Regions from separate parts of the Zea mays genome. Here region 2 is linked to region 1. A link is a contact called in public Hi-C data. All regions are on one chromosome and are shown on one strand. Each heading gives the region's core, a stretch centred on a gene start, on an enhancer-like site or on the middle of the called end of the contact. The rest is flanking DNA. Distances are from core to core; before and after follow the strand shown. Region 1 holds the start of LOC100383398 (putative calmodulin-binding family protein). Region 2 holds the start of LOC100282991 (membrane-associated phospholipid phosphatase).

The links. A called contact is a pair of places that touch in the nucleus more often than the background predicts.
Region 2: a Hi-C map of ear shows a contact between it and region 1, with 1.6 times the contacts expected there. The contact joins the promoter of LOC100282991 here to the promoter of LOC100383398 in region 1. A contact is called at or near these places in 2 of 25 Hi-C or Micro-C datasets (ear and endosperm).

What each region holds. Positions count from the first base shown.
Region 1 is chr4:194,001,762-194,004,768 of Zm-B73-REFERENCE-NAM-5.0, reverse strand. It overlaps LOC100383398 (putative calmodulin-binding family protein), which reads left to right and starts at 1,516. Exons shown (of 9, transcript NM_001176053.2): 1 at 1,516-1,958; 2 at 2,320-2,434; 3 at 2,500-2,565; 4 at 2,849-2,937. The coding sequence starts at 1,801.
Region 2 is chr4:194,572,492-194,575,498 of Zm-B73-REFERENCE-NAM-5.0, reverse strand. It overlaps LOC100282991 (membrane-associated phospholipid phosphatase), which reads right to left and starts at 1,531. Exons shown (of 4, transcript NM_001155895.1): 1 at 1,319-1,531; 2 at 297-889; 3 at 1-157. The coding sequence starts at 834.

The DNA.
Region 1 (3,007 bases), core at 267-2,766:
GACTCTCATCTCATGCAAACAAAAAAATGGACACGGGAGCCTATGCAGTGCCGGTGGTGGGTCAATAGAGTTATATATATATATATATATAGGAGAAGATATAACAAAGATATATAATGTGACACATAATCCCCGTATATACAGATAAAAAACTGGTAGATGTTATAATATAAGCTAGTTGTTCACCTCTCTCCATCATCTTAACATTTTGAATAGATTAGTTGGTTCATGAAACTTAACAGTAGACAAATAGAAGATAACTAGTACTAAGCTGCATGTGCATCGTTACGGTTTCTATATATGATAATGTTTCTTTGTACAACATAAGCTAACATAAGTTGTAATGGTTTGAAGCGAGTGCTTTCATCCTAGATAGAGACCACAATTTGAATCTCGTTGGCTGCTCTCTTTTTCCATATTTCGCTGGCGCACGACGAACGCTGGCGACGCTCGTAAACTCATGCTTTATATTTAGGTATGGATTCAGATACTTATACGGATGTTAAGTTTTTGGTCTTCTTTCTTCGATTCCGAACAAATAAGATATAGAATTTGTTGTGTCACTTTATATGTTTGTTTTTAACATTGAGCTTATTAAGATTCATATATATATATATATATATATATATATATATATATATATATATATATATATATATATATATATATATCTTTTTTAAAAATAATTGATATAAAATTCGGAAACTGTTACAAAGCTTTTCACCTTTTTCATTGTAGGGAGAAAATAATGCACACAATAAATTATACAAAAAATATTCTTGTCTTCAATAATATGCTTAACAACATGATTAAAGATTAGCACCAAATTCTATGCACATCTATGTAAAAACATTAAATTTGTAATATAATTGGGATGTTTAGGATCCATCCCTATTTATATTAGTTGCGTTACGGTTTCCATATATCATATAGATAGACATTTCTTAAATGAGACAATTATTCAGATACGATCATATTTTGTATATTCGAATTATTAGTATATATGTATATTTATAATATCTCTCATTTATATGACATAAACATAAATGATAAGTTGTATAATCAAGTGAGCTTGCACTATATTATCCATCCACCACATATATAACGCTAGTAAAACTGTAATAGCAAGCAAGCAAGCAAAACTCCCACCAACTACTTATACATTTACATTTGATAAAAATTAAGAAGTAAATAAGGAGACACCAAGTTTATTGTTCGAATATAAAATAAAATAACAGCATGCACTAGATTTGGTCGGGTTTAAAAAATCCACTGTCCGCCGTAACCATGACCCGTCGGTTAAAAATTGACCAAAACTTGTAAGAGTAAAACCATTCGGGTTTGAGTACCAATTGCCATCTCACCACGGCACCACCCAGGCACCCACGCCTTTGGTCATGCGCTAGTTACTTTATGACAAGTGGGCCAGCCACGCGCAGTTATGGCGCCACCCTCCGCCACGGAACACGAGCCAAGAAGCGGTAGGTGGCGCCAACGACTCGTCGTCGTCGTATCCGCGGTCCGGTTCCTCTCCTCCTGCTGCGAATGCGATCCCTGCCCTGCTCCCCGTTCTAGATTAATTGCCTTTAGTTATTCCCTTCCCCTCGGCTCGCGTGTTAATCCACGGATTAAACTCGCACCTGCCCTCCTCGTCCTTGACACACTGAACGAGTGCCCGCCTGCCCGGAGCAGAACCATTCTCGCCCTCTCCCTCTGGCCTCTGCCTCCGCCTCCGCGGACGAAACCGCCGGCTGGGTCCAAGTTTAGCGCGTCGGACCCTCGCTCCCCAATCTCAGAGCAATGGAGGTGGAGGCGGCGGGGCCGGATAAGCTGGCGCCTCCCTCGCCGGTGGAGGGCCCCGGCGAGAATGGCGCGGCCACCAAGGTGCAGAAGGTGTACCGCAGCTACCGGACCCGCCGGAAGCTCGCCGACTCCGCCGTCGTCGTCGAGGAGCTCTGGTATCTTCTCGGACCCTTCTCCTCTCCACGGCCCATGCCTCTGGTGGTGTGGCTACTGGCTCCTTCCCCCCCTTTGTCCGGCTCGATTTGGTACTGAACGACGAGAGTGGCGGCGTACGCCCCCTTTGCTTTTTTTGGGATTCGCTTTTCTTCGGTTCTTGCTGCTCTGCGTCGTGTGTTGCGTCCCATTCCATCGAAACGGCCCTCCTTTGGTTCTTGCAGATTTTGGTGTCCCTGGAAATTTTTTTTGCCTAAATTTGGTTACAGCTTACTAAAGACTTTTCTTTTTTTTCCCTGTTGAGGTTGAGATTTGATTGAGACTGATATAGATGGGGTTTGTGATTGGGGTCAATGAACGAAGGTGGCAGGCGCTGGACTACGCGCGCCTGGAGCACAGCACCGTCTCCTTCTTCGACGAGCCCAAACCGGAGACCGCCGCCTCGCGCTGGAACCGCGTCAGCCTCAACGCATCCAAGGTCCTCCCAACTGCTACGCATGTCACTCATGTTCGTCTGTTGCTCATGTCGCTGGCTTGTAACAGGTGGGCCAGGGTTTATCCAGAGACGGCAAGGCCCTCAAGCTGGCTTTCCAGCACTGGATCGAAGCGGTGAGTACATACTGTGCTAGTAATCGCTAGTGCTACCTTTTAGTTTAGTACAATTACTTTGGATCTGGTGCTGTTCCTATGCGTCTGTGTGGAAGGAGGCTACTTTCCGTTATCATTTGACTTGGACTTTAGTCTTGTGTGAACATGGTTTGTAAAAATGCCCGCCTGTTCAGCTCATAAAAGTCGCGTCCGTTTCTTGATAAAGTGATACTCAGTTGTTTGCAACGCTAAATTGCAATGGAACCTTTATAGCTGTATTCACTTGTTCAGTTGTTCTGTGTAGATCGACCCGCGGCATAGGTATGGGCACAACCTGCACTTCTACTACGATGAATGGTGCAAAAGCCAAGCAGGCCAGCCATTCTTCTACTGGTAAGAACCTCACCACAAACGGCTTAGTCACATTGGCAAATTCCGTTCTTTGAACAAAATAGCGCAATGC
Region 2 (3,007 bases), core at 282-2,781, 570 kb before region 1:
ACTCGTTGTTTGGACCACTCTTCCAAGGTTTTACGGTGAAGGGCGTTCATTTTTATCTTTCTTCTTTCACGGATGATGTTCTCAGCATCTTTCCAGTTCTCAGCAGTACCCAGCGCTACTAGAATTGCACACACAACACAGGCACTTCTTCCATGACCTAATGTGTCCATCACAAAGAACAAACCTAACAGTCAATATAGTGCACAAATACAGTACTAGGGAACACAATTATGTACACAATACAAACATCAAGATGCAATCCTAAAAGTAATTATAACAAAACGTGGGTTACTAACCAAATGCGCAATGGACATAAACTGGCTTCCCCTCAGATCTCTTTTCACAAGCCCAACGTGCAGCCTTTTCGATCTGGTGCGGTGTTGGAGCTCTGGTATCCCAAGTTGCAAGGCAAAGATACTCGTTTGCTGGAACGAATGAACTTCTTGGAAGCTCACAAGTGCAATCTATGACAGATGGGTTTCCAGGGGGCAAATGTTTCAAGAGAAACGGCCATCCTCCGAGATATAGGCCTTCCACGATCTTGTCATACACGGCCTCCTTCCTCATGTATCTCTTAACCATCGCATATGTCCGAGCAAGCGTCAAGAAAGGACCAAACAGTATAATCGACCAAAGAGGAAATCTTCCAACCGAGTTCTTCCCCAAGATCCACGGTAGGTTGATGGCATCATGCGATGCAACCGTGACAATGGAAGCAACAATACCGGTGGCTAGGAATGGAAGCATAATAATCCTCATTCCCAACTGGCACAGACTAACAGATGTGACAAGAAAAGCTGTCGCGGCAATGCCTGTCACCTTGGATATCCCCATTACTATCTTTTGTAGTTACATAAGATCACCTCCTCTGCGTTGTTGCAGGCCAAATCTGCACCAACGTTCCAGCAGGTCATTTCTAGCAGAGCAGTGAAATTTGACTTCATTCTGAAGAAGAAAATAAAACATGTGTGCCTCGGAACATCAGGTCTATTCATTCCAGAAATAGCAACGAAGCATCATATGTTAAAGCATGCCGGCAGCTTGTTGGCGCTGATGAGGGGGAATCGAATTAACAAGCATGCGCATTTGGTCCATCTGTCTAAGGTCCAGAGCATGTTGCTTAGTGTGACTCCGCCATGCGCAGCCTATGACAAACCGGGAAAACTAGATGCCTAGATCCAAGCAGCGGGCAAGATCCAAAGATTACAAATATAACGGATCAAGAATATCACAGTAACAATATATTCATGAAACATGAAATGTCCATATATATATACTGATCCGAAACAAGTAACACGGGACAGGGAAAGAACATCACCATGTTCGCGCGCGGGAGGAGCTTCCGGGATTGCCTTGGCAGTCAGGCGAGGCGTGAGGAGCGGTGGGGGTATGGGGCAGGGGAGCAGAGTCCGGAACCGAGGGCGGCAAGGAGAGGGGGATGAAGATGGCCGGTCGGCCGTGTCCGTACAGGCTGCGCCCTCCATTGGCATTGCTCCCCGGCATCGTCGGGGACGGAGACGTGCTGACTGCTGACCGACCTGGTGGGCCGTCGAAAGCACGTAGTAGTAGTACCTTGAGGCCCAGCCCCGTGCAGCTTTACAGAACGGGCTGACGCCGACGGGATTCTGACCTCTGGAAAAGGCTGGACTGAGAGCTGTAAAATGCCAAAAACCCTAGTTGAATGATCAATCAATGCATGTAACGTCAAACCTAATTCGCTTGTAGACGCTGATATCTGAACCTCGCCCCTTTATGATTCATCCTATCGCCTGGCTAGGCAACTGTCGATTGCCACTGACCACTTGACTTGGCTCTACCATAGCCCCAAAACCAAAGCCCAAAGAAGGTGATCACGCGAAGTAGCAGAATGAGCGCCAACAACTTATATACATACTACATTAAATCTTGTGGATAATAAAATCTACAAGTTTCAACTAAAGTTTTCACCTGATAGTTGGTGTATACACGACAAATTTGATATGTACCGACATAGTTTAACGAATTTTCATGGATCCTCGAGGCTAGTTAGATTTTTGAATGCTCTCAAAATTTTGTTAGCTACCTCATGAATACTATAGTCATTATATAAAATTTAATCTCATTAGTCGGATATTCATCGTTCAGTCGTCTTCTTTTTTGGTATTGTTCTTGCGTCACAGCTTTAGTTAATATATCAATTAGCTAGAAAATGGACTCATGAACTAAAATAATTTATAAAGATCTAGAATTCTTATTCCACGTCGAGTACTTAGATTTGATAACATTATATAATATTTTTTATCATATAGTTTTGATGGACTGATGGGCACCTCTTGTATCGTAATCCTGACTCCGCTCCTGATACTTTCAATTTTACACTAAAAGAAAACCGACTTTTGAAAAAAGTTATTTCCTAGTTTGAGTCCTTTAGTTTGCCTTTTACCTTTTAGGGGGCAAAAGCTAAACCAAATACACCATAATACCCTATTTGGATGTTAATTGTTTTTCAGTGGCTAACAACTAGCCAGCAAATAATTAGCTGACAAACAATTACCCAAGTACGTTTGAAGTCTTGGCTATTAGATGTCTAAAACATAGTTTCGTTTTACCCACGACAAACCATTAGCCAGGAGGGAAAGGAAAGACACCGACAGAGAAATGGTCTTTTCTCTTTTTATGATCTATTAATTAGTATCTATTAGCAAGGTTAAATGGCTAATGGTCAAACAATTTACTAGCCCTCTACTAATTAATTAGCTAATCAGTTTGGAACCTAAAGTGCTAAAATTAGTTGATAAATTGTTTACGAGGTAGATCCAAACATATCCTAAATCTACTACTTACTACTCCTACTCTAAACAGACCTTAACTCTACCAATAAACATCATTAAACGGTAAGACAACCAATGTACTAGCCCAAGCAATCACCGAAAGGTACCCGCCCATCATCCGCATGATCCACACATCTGAAGGACCAACTCACGCAGCAACCAAACCCATCGGCCATCCCTGACGCTGTATACCAAAT